3 separate regions of the Mus musculus genome follow, and regions 1 and 3 are each linked to region 2. The links are chromatin contacts, called in public Hi-C and promoter capture Hi-C maps. All regions are on one chromosome and are shown on one strand. Each heading gives the region's core, a stretch centred on a gene start, on an enhancer-like site or on the middle of the called end of the contact. The rest is flanking DNA. Distances are from core to core; before and after follow the strand shown. Region 1 holds the start of Vtn (vitronectin). Region 2 holds the start of Pipox (pipecolic acid oxidase). Region 3 holds the start of Slc13a2 (solute carrier family 13 (sodium-dependent dicarboxylate transporter), member 2).

The links. Hi-C and Micro-C count contacts between places; a contact is called where the count stands out from the background. Capture Hi-C pulls out chosen DNA fragments and counts their contacts.
Region 1: a promoter capture Hi-C map of adipose tissue shows a contact between it and region 2. The contact joins the promoter of Vtn here to the promoter of Pipox in region 2. A contact is called at or near these places in 3 of 39 promoter capture datasets (cranial neural crest, frontonasal cranial neural crest and liver), 1 of 484 Hi-C or Micro-C datasets (liver) and 1 of 9 other capture datasets (adipose tissue).
Region 3: a contact with region 2 is called in a Hi-C map of liver, with 2.0 times the contacts expected there. The contact joins the promoter of Slc13a2 here to the promoter of Pipox in region 2. A contact is called at or near these places in 1 of 39 promoter capture datasets (liver) and 1 of 484 Hi-C or Micro-C datasets (liver).

Annotation. Positions count from the first base shown.
Region 1 is chr11:78,497,403-78,500,952 of GRCm38.p6, forward strand. It overlaps Vtn (vitronectin), which reads left to right and starts at 1,718. Exons shown (of 8, transcript NM_011707.2): 1 at 1,718-2,011; 2 at 2,101-2,220; 3 at 2,299-2,640; 4 at 2,720-2,859; 5 at 3,027-3,183; 6 at 3,293-3,445. The coding sequence starts at 1,948. It overlaps Sarm1 (sterile alpha and HEAT/Armadillo motif containing 1), which reads right to left and starts at 352. Exons shown (of 9, transcript NM_172795.3): 1 at 1-352. The coding sequence starts at 56.
Region 2 is chr11:77,892,456-77,895,516 of GRCm38.p6, forward strand. Pipox (pipecolic acid oxidase) reads right to left here and starts at 1,417. Exons shown (of 8, transcript NM_008952.2): 1 at 1,212-1,417. The coding sequence starts at 1,325.
Region 3 is chr11:78,420,106-78,423,494 of GRCm38.p6, forward strand. It overlaps Slc13a2 (solute carrier family 13 (sodium-dependent dicarboxylate transporter), member 2), which reads right to left and starts at 2,129. Exons shown (of 12, transcript NM_022411.4): 1 at 1,961-2,129. The coding sequence starts at 2,062.

The DNA.
Region 1 (3,550 bases), core at 468-2,967, 610 kb after region 2:
GACATGGTGAAGAAGCGGCACAGTTTGTAGGCGGAGAAGAGCAGCGTCAGGACCATGGGCGCTGGGCAGCAGGGGACATGCCAGGCCTAGAGGGGCGGGGCCTGGCAGAGAGACCCCGGCCTTGGGAGGAGAAAGAAAAAAAAAAAAAAAAAAAAAAGCAAACAGGATCCGGTAAAGGTGCTGGGCTACAAGTGTAGAAGCAGAAGGAGGAGGGCAGCTCCGGGACTCAGCGACTTAGGAAGGGCATGAAGGGAGAGAGAAGCATGGACCAGACGCGGGAGGGTAGAGACGCCGGTGCCCGGAACAAAGCGCTGCTCCAATCTAAGCACAGCGGAGCTAAGATGCTCAACAGCAACCACGCCTCTGAGCAGCAGAGTCAAGGATTTGACGCCCCGCCTCTAGGTTTCACGGGCTCCGCCCCCGACGCAGGCGCAAGCCCTACCCCAGGTCTCCAGCCACGCCCACACCTGGCTCCGCCTCCTCTCCCCAGTCTCCCCTTGGTGGTGTGCAAGATGCTGTAGAAAGGGCTGTAAAGAGCTGTCTTCCATTTCCTACCGCTCGCTCGGCTCCCCAAAATGTGGAAGCAAGCTGGCTACATGTATCCACGTCCCCTCCGGATGGTTAAAGAATCGCAGTTGAGATTCTTAAAGCCCTTTAATGCCGGTTTCCACTTAGGCTTCACGCGTCTGTAGGGAGTAAAATTTAGTGTTTCATTTTGCCGCTGAGACTACTGCGGTCCATAGAGAAGAGACACCAAAGGCACGCTCGCCTGTGATTACAGAACAGAAAACGGAGGGGCTTCAGAAGTGTGCCAGTGCTTGGAATTTGGCCCAAAACCTGGCACTCTACCCCAGTGAGCACTTTCTTTATAGAGAAATCCCACTTAGTATGTGAGTCTAGAAAGTATGCCCAATGAGTCCATTTTTTTTTTAAAATAAATGAGGTCATTGAAGGTGTGGCCAGGGTGGTCCCCCGAGGATCAATGGATTAGTGAAAGCCTCAGGAATGGGCTCTGGGACTGGAAAGATGGCTCAGCCTTTAAGAGTACTTGTTCTTACAGAGGACCTGGGTTTGATTCTCAGCATCCACACGGCAGCTCATAACTGTTCAAAACTCCAGTTCCAGGGTATTCAAAGCCCTCTTCTGACCTCCATAGACACAAGACATGCATGTGGTGCACAGATGCACATGTGAGCAGACACTTATACACAAAACATAAAATAAATAAATCTAAAAAAAATAAAGAAAGAAGAATAGACTCTGACCCACTACTTCCTATGCTGTAACACCCAGCTTAGAGAGAACAAGGAGAGGCCAGAAATGAAGCTTTGTTCTTTTATGAGAAGAAAAGAAAACCTCCCCCAAAGTGCTTGCCAGCTCTCCCCCAACCCCCCTTCTTGCCCCAAAAATCCAGATTCGAAGCGGGGGGTAGGATGGGACAAGCACCTAGCCTGATCAAACAGTAAATCGATAACGGCTTATGGGAATGAGTTGGAAGCTACTCCAGGCACGAAACGTTTTGTCTGTTCTAGCTCACGGAATCTCTCAACACCTGATGAGGCAAGGCACCATGGTCCCACTTTATAAAAAGTAAGGCTCAGGGAGATTAACGGGACTGGCTCAGAGGGTGACAACACATGCTTTCTTTCCACCTCCCCAGCTAAGCTAAGCGTGTTATCCCTCCTGCCCGTGACCCTACTGACTTTGGTCTTGGCGAGGGTTTTCTGTTTCCCAGCTCTCCTGGGGCTGGGGTTCTGGGAATGTGACCCTTTGCTGCAGCTGTGTTTGGAGGAGGGCAATGGGGCTGGGCCAGAGGATGAGCAAATAAAGGGCAGAAACCCAGGGAACTAGGAACTCTTCTTCAGTCTGCTTCTTTTTTCAGGCAGGACAGCGAGATTCCAGAAGCTCCGCGCCCAGCTTGCCAAGGCCCTGGGCTAGAGGCCTGCCATGGCACCCCTGAGGCCCTTTTTCATACTAGCCCTGGTGGCATGGGTTTCTCTGGCTGACCAAGGTGTGGGAGGGGATTGGTGGGTACCTAGGGAAGTGCAGGTTGGGCAGGTGCCCTAGATTGGGCTGTAAACCTGATATTCCCTCCCATAGAGTCATGCAAGGGCCGCTGCACTCAGGGTTTCATGGCCAGCAAGAAGTGTCAGTGTGACGAGCTTTGCACTTACTATCAGAGCTGCTGTGCCGACTACATGGAGCAGTGCAAGCCCCAAGGTGAGTTCAGAGCCCTGGTGGGTGGGCCTGGGGCTCCCTCCACAGCCTGACACTCACTGCTCCCCGTTCTGCCTGCAGTAACGCGGGGGGACGTGTTCACTATGCCAGAGGATGATTATTGGAGCTATGACTACGTGGAGGAGCCCAAGAACAATACCAACACCGGTGTGCAACCCGAGAACACCTCTCCACCCGGTGACCTAAATCCTCGGACGGACGGCACTCTAAAGCCGACAGCCTTCCTAGATCCTGAGGAACAGCCAAGCACCCCAGCGCCTAAAGTGGAGCAACAGGAGGAGATCCTAAGGCCCGACACCACTGATCAAGGGACCCCTGAGTTTCCAGAGGAAGAACTGTGCAGTGGAAAGCCCTTTGACGCCTTCACGGATCTCAAGAATGGGTCCCTCTTTGCCTTCCGAGGTGACTCTATGGACAGGTCTGGTGGCGGTCGGATCTGCCTTAGGCTCATCTGCTTCTCACACAGTTTCCCCTGTTCTAGGGCAGTACTGCTATGAGCTAGATGAGACGGCAGTGAGGCCTGGGTACCCCAAACTTATCCAAGATGTCTGGGGCATTGAGGGCCCCATCGATGCTGCCTTCACTCGCATCAACTGTCAGGGGAAGACCTACTTGTTCAAGGTACCAGACCTAAGTCTGAGGCAAGGTAAAGGGTGCCATGGACGTGCTGGGGAGCTGTGAAGACAAAGCAGTCAGGGACTCCAGGAGCAGGTGACAGCCAGTTTAGGATATAGGACTGCTTCTGTGGCCAGCGGTATGTCCTCACCCTTCTGATCTCTGTCTTTCAGGGTAGTCAGTACTGGCGCTTTGAGGATGGGGTCCTGGACCCTGGTTATCCCCGAAACATCTCCGAAGGCTTCAGTGGCATACCAGACAATGTTGATGCAGCGTTCGCCCTTCCTGCCCACCGTTACAGTGGCCGGGAAAGGGTCTACTTCTTCAAGGGTACTCAGGGTGGAGGAGAAGGGGGCAGGTGGTGGAGTCCCTGTTCTATTCCATGATTCCTCTCTGCCTTGGTCAGATCTCTCCTGATGCCAGCTGTTCTGCTCCTCAGGGAAGCAGTACTGGGAGTACGAATTTCAGCAGCAACCCAGCCAGGAGGAGTGCGAAGGCAGCTCTCTGTCAGCCGTGTTTGAGCACTTTGCCTTGCTTCAGCGGGACAGCTGGGAGAACATTTTCGAACTCCTCTTCTGGGGCAGATCCTCTGGTATGGAGGGAGAGCAAGGCTGGCTTCTTTCTCTGGAAACTGGGCTGTGATAGTGGGGGCTTCCAGGGGAGGGGCCTGGAACTGTGACACCATCGATCAAGAGCT
Region 2 (3,061 bases), core at 167-2,666:
TTATTTGAGTCACTGTCATGTTATGTAGCCCAGGCAGGCCTTAAGCTTGCAATCCCCCTACATTGGTCTCCTGAGCAACTGGGATTTTCAGGTGCTCATCGCCAGGCCTAGATATTTTCAAATATTTCCATACTTCCAGGTCTCCTTGAGGCCCACTGATTGGCCAGGCATTCTGGTTAGCAATAGTACCTCAGCACTGACTAAATTTTTCCTTTTGTAAATAGCCCTGGCAGCCACCCATCCATTTGTTAATAACCTTCTATTATCCCACTGAATTCACACCCTGCTTAGATGCCTAGAAAAGCAGAGTCAGAAAACCTTCCAGATTATGCAAATCGAGCCCCATGGTTTTCCGGATCAGGAAAAGGATGTCATCTCACTGAGCCTTCAGGTACCCAGGATAAGGGAGCAATCTTAGGATTAGGGGGGTGCGGGGTGAAGCAAAATGGAGGTTTTCCTGCAGGTTGTAACAGAAATCCCTTGGGCTTTGGGAAAACAGAGGAACTGAAGACAATTCCCAGGATGTGGTAACCTGCTCAGAGAGCTGCAAGGCAGAATGGAAAGGAAGAAGCCACAGGGGTAGAAAACTCAACTTGACAGATTGCATAGGCCCCACCCCTGAGGGGCCCTGCAGGGTCCCAGTGCCACCCTCATTTGAAGCAGTCATGTGATCACTTTTCCTTTAAGGAAAGACGACCTGTGTCTTAGTTCCCGGGCATCAAGTGAGGAGGTCGCTGTTACCCAAAGGTGGAAGAATTCAACAGCAGCTCCTGCTAGGTTCTGGAAGGAGCAGCTGAGAAAACGCAGCTTTCTCCAAAGCTGGTACATCAGCCTTTGCCTCTAGGCAAAACTGTCTTTATTTAAGGTTACCCAGAGCAGAATTGATTCTTTTTCTGGTTGTATCAACCATGTGGGCAAAGACAAGACAGGGTTGCAAGAATGAAAAGAAGTGGGACACTTCTTGATCCGGGGCAAGAACTAAGAGACTTAAAAGAGTATACCAAGAAACCTCACGTGGACTTAAGGGTGGGAATTTTCTTTGCATTGTCAAGATCCACGTGAAGTGGCTACGAAGCTACGAAGTGCACAGAATTCCTGATGTCTGACCGTTTGGCTTCACTTATAGCCCAAAAATTCTGGAAAGCCCTCCCTAGGAGAGGAAAGAAGAGGGGACAGTCTTATATAGCAGAAGGGCAGAAGGCACAGTGTACCTGCTCCAGCAGGAGGACGCTCTTGGAGTGTTTGGCCAGGTGGTACGCGGTAAAGCAGCCCTGGATGCCTGCTCCAATCACAATAGCATCCCAGAAATCTGTCTGAGCAGCCATGATGCCACAAAGCCCACTGAAGAGAAGGCAAACAAAGGCACCTCCAGGCTACAGGGGGAGGAGGGAGGCAAAGTCCAGCTAAACTAGAGTTCCCACAATCCCTTGGGGCTCATGTCCTTGTCTTTCTTTCCCTCCCCAAAAAGCCTGGCACAGGGCTCAGCCTCCGCCTCCCCCTGCAGAGCAGAGCTGGGTGGACTGATTTGTGAGGTTTCGCCCAGCTCAGCTGCTAGCCTCACCCTTGCATCCCTCCAGTTTGCTATTCTTGGCTCAATTATTGTCATGCAAATGGCGCCTTCCCATGCCACCTTCCTGTCTCATTATGATCTTTGTCTCAGGACTTTGCCCGGAATTTCAATGCCTCCCAGACCAAGCTGGGCCCCGGGAATGCTGCCTCCCCCTGCTGGCTTCCCTCTCTGCAGCTTGATTTCCTCCAGAGAGCTACCCGGCCAGCCAAGAACTTGGCAGGATGCCCAGGGTATGGCCCTCCTCCCTGGTGGGTGGCGAGGTCAGGGGGTAGATGCAGGGGCCAACTGGGAGGGCAGTTTTGTGATTATGAAATCATTCTCAGTGTGTTTTACTTTCATGTTGAAAAAAGGACAATAAATGATCCTGAAGAGGAAAAAAAAAAATCCAGGAAAGGACAGTGCGAGGAAGAACCTTGTCCTCAGGCACACGGGGAACCAGGCACCAGCCAGCACACACAGGGGCCATGTGCAGAGAAGCCTTCTGTGCCAGGCAGCAGGCTCAATGGGGATTGTTACAGGCACTGGGGACAGAGCCAGGGTTGGCAGGTCCTGATTCTTATACACTTTGGGGGTCCATTTTAAGATAAAAGGGGAAAGGGGCCTGGAGGCTTAGCTCAGCGGTAGACTTTTGTGTTTGGCATGTTCGGGGTCCTGGGTTTAGCACCCAGCACTAAAAATAAAAGAGAAAAAAAAAAAAAAAAGAAAAAATTAGTCATGCAAAACTAGATGGCAGGACTTCGAAGAGACCGCTCAATTAGAGAGCCCCATGGTTGAAGTTTTATTAGCTTCCTGGTAAATCTGCCTCGGAATACATTATCTCATTAAATTCTCAGGATTTTTTTTTTTTTTTGTATGTGTGTGTGTGTATTTTTATCCTCATTTTTTTTGAGCAGATTAGAGATAGCCTCAAGTTCTCTGTCGGTTTTCCCATTACATGCTTGCCCAATAGAATACAGTGACTGCTACCCTCTTTCTGACCCAAGCCTTTGGACATCTTCTTGTGTTGAAGCACTCGTTCTTAGACCCTGAACCAACATGTTAGAAGTCCAGCCACTCTGTGAGAGAGAGAGATGAGAAAAGTCACACATAGGAAGAGAAGCCATTTTGGACCTTGTGTCCAGACAAACTAACCACCCATGACCTGACCCAGTCCATGGCACGTGACCCAACAGCCAAGCTGTGTCAGCATTCCCCAGTTTTATGAAGTAAAATAAAATGCTTGTTTTTAGACACTAACTTTTGAGGTTGGTTGTTTATAATCATAAACACACCACTAAACAGACAAAGATGGCAGGATCTGCCCAAGGACCCATTCTAGGTGTGCCAAGAGGCTAAGATGTGAACCCAGGTCTATCTGCTCCAAAACTTACTTCTTGTTAGTATTTTCTTTCGTTTTTTTTGGATACAGGGTCTCATGTATCGCTTAACTGGCCTCCAACCTGCTTTGCCTCCACAGGTGACCTTGAACTTCTGATTTTTCTGCCCCTACCT
Region 3 (3,389 bases), core at 879-3,378, 530 kb after region 2:
CTATGGTTATAGCAAAGGAATGGTTATAGAAAAGGAAGGCAGGCTCAGAGAAAGAGTGACTGTGACCTGCAGGGTCTTGACAGTTTGCCATGAGAAGCATAAAATCTGGTTTATATGGTGATGGGCTCAGTCAAGCAGGGAAGGAGAAATTGACCACAAATTCTTGTGTAGGATAGGAACCCAAGGTCCAAATGAGGGCCTGACCTCTCAGGACAGTTGATTGAGTCAACAGAGGGCAAGCAGAAGCAGGTGGCAGGGCCAGGTACAGCAGAGCAAACCCTGGAGCTTCACACTCCCGCCACTGCACACCATCCTTTCACCAAAAGGCACAGCTTTCTCGAAACAACTCAGCTTCCCTCTGCCACGTGACCCCGGGGCAAAACAATGAATCTTTCTGAGCTATGTGTGCCTCTCCCAGGATGGTGGTGGTGTCACACGTGTTCCAGCCTGTCCGAAATCTATCTGAGCAATCCCCCGCTTAGAGACGCCACTTGTCTGAGAAAGGTTATCTCCAAAATCAGTCTGGCCTTATCACTGGGCAAGTGTTGGGGACCGTATCCTGAGCCTTCTCCCTCAGAGATAACGCAAACCCAAGGCCTTCCTGGATTGATTTCCCCTATCTGTAGCAACAAGTAGTGGCTCATTGGGCAGAACCAGGGGCGTGGGATGGTCCATGGCCAAGATTCAGTGTCAGTTTTGGAGACAGCCACACCGCTAGTTCTGCCCCCACCCATCCATGTCCTTTGCAGAGGCAGCTAGACTTTGAGGCTGAGGTCTGAATCCCTCTTGGAGCTTCCTTTCCCAAAGCTCTAGGATACTTTCATTCAAATCTAGGGATTCCCCCCACCCCCACCCCCATCCCCCGAGACAAGGTTTCTCTATGTAGCCCTAGCTGTCCTGGAATTCACTCTGTAGACCAGGATGACCTAGAATTCACAGGGATCCACCTGCCTCTGCCTCCTAAATTTTGGGTTTGAAGTTGTGCACCACCACTAACCTAGCTAAAATTTAGGGATTTTTTTTTTGTCTGTGTTTTTGTTAGTTTTGATGGTGCTAGGGATTATTAAACCCCAGATCTTGCACAAGACAGACAAAAACCTTACCATTGATTGGGTTGTATCTCCAGACCTCCAAGCTAATTTTAAATTTGTCATATAATGCCCCTCCTCCTCCAGACACGGTCTCTCTACGTAGCCAGGGCTGTCCTTGAACTCAAAGATCTGCCTGTCTCTGCTTCTGAGTGCTGGTATTTTAAAGGCGTGTGCCACCACACCCGGATTTAATGTTAATTTTCTTACAGAGAAACCACAAAGGACATAGAAACCAAGCTCCAAGGCACCAAGTTCTGTCCTGGGACTTTGAATAACTGACTTACCTTCCTTTTCCCCATCTGCAAAATGGGACAGTGGGACCTGGCTCATAAGATGAAGCACAGAATCCCTCGATGCCCGTCACAGGCGCGGGTGGGGGGTGGGGTTTCAAGTGAATAACCTCTTGAGATGGGAAGGAGGCAGGCACCTTGTGCTCTGGCTGTGCACACTGAAAGGGGTCCCCCTCAGTGGCCACCCGTGAGACTGCAGGTGAGTCATTTATCTTAGTTTTATCTTCGAGGGCACAGCTGCCTGAGGCCAGCTCTCTCCTACTTATCCTCTCAAAAGCTAGTTACCCACTTGGCTCTTCCTGTCCCTGGCTGGCACTGAGCTCAGCGCTAATGGGCACACAATAGTCAGATAAACTCATCTGTCGGCTGCATTTCCTTTATGCAATTGGCTTTCTGACCACAAACCAGCAGGCTCCAAAGTGCCCTGCGGAAACCACCCTTGGCTCTCAGAAAGACCAGGAGGTGGTGGCTTCACTTTCTGGGGAAGGGAGGTGAAAAGGAAAACCTAAGGATGCCCCACTTTGACCCTGACGTCACCCCTTGAGTCACTTATACTGAATGAGACCCACCAGTCCTTACCTTAGTTTGGACAATGAGTGGCAGAGGCAACAGGAAAATGGGCAGACATAGCACAATCAGGTAGGAGCGATAGGCCCATAGTGCCTGCCAGCAGGTGGCCATGGTGAGGACCAGCCTGTCCCGGCAGCTGCTTCCAGGAGCTACGAAAAAGACTGAAGGTGTAGCGCACAGCAGGTGGCCTGGGGCAGCTTATATAAAGCCAGAGGAGTGTTAACCATTGACCCACCCTGGCAATCAGAGTGTTTTTGGAATCAGGAGGTGGGAGTAAGGAGGAGGGACCTGCGGGAGGAGTAACAACCAGGAAGACTTAGCGGGAGCCAGGGAGGGTAAAGACAAGAAATAAAAGCTTCGGGTTACTGGAGGAAAGCAGCCCAGATTTCACTCCTTCTGGACACAGAGACTGCCGGGGGAACCGGACTTGGAGTCGGGGCTGTGCAGAGCAGGAGCTAAGCTCTCTTTCCAGGCCAGCCCACCTCTCGCCTTTGATTTCCCCAAAGCCAAGTTCTCAGCTGAGCAGTTGACACATGACCCTTGGAGCTGGGCGTTACCCCTATCCTGACTACCCAGGCATCCCATCCTTGGGAATTTTAAAGCCCAAGATCCCTACTGGGAGGCCTGGGGGCAACTGGCCAGCCAACCACAAACTTGCCCCCTCCTGCTAGGTATCAGGGAATCTGTCAAAGTCACAAGTTCTTCATACCCTTAGCACAAGACTGACCCACTGACTTGACCTGGCCACTGGCCGCTTCCTCATTCTGCAGTAATCCTTTCCTGTATATGTTGAGCATCGATGTGTGGTAGGTAGACAATAAAGATTATTATTTTTTTTTCAGAATCTTCCTGGTCCCCACCTCTTGACTGCCATGGAAAAACAGCAAATATTGCTTCATACGCTATTTACATACTCAGCCATTCCTCATACCTGTCATCCACCCAACAAACCTTTGGCACCAATCATGGGCAGCATTTGGTGCTAAGGATACAGAAATTAAAAGGCCATACATAGGTGGGGTGTGATGTTCCCAGCATTTAGTCCAAGCTGGACTGTGTACTGTTTCATTGACCGCACAAAACACTAGGTGTTACAGTTCCACTTTACAAGTGGGGAAACTGAGACCTGAACACAGAGCTGGGTAGACTTCAAACATGTTCTGTGAGTGCCCTGATGTGGATGCCAACCCAGGGTGGAAGCTTGGGGAGAGAGCACTGGAGACACCCCAAAAAAGATGCCTGGAGGAGAGCCTGTGTGTGTCCCGGCTCTAGATTGGAGTCATAGGCAGGAGGAGGGCAGAGTGGGACCGAGAGGGTGTCGGGCAGGCTGATGTATGTGCTGCTGGGGACCGGGGTGCAGAGTGTGGTGTGGAATACCTACTTGGTTTGTTTTTTGTTTTTGGCTTTTTCTCTTCTTTTCTTTTCTTTTCTTTTCTTT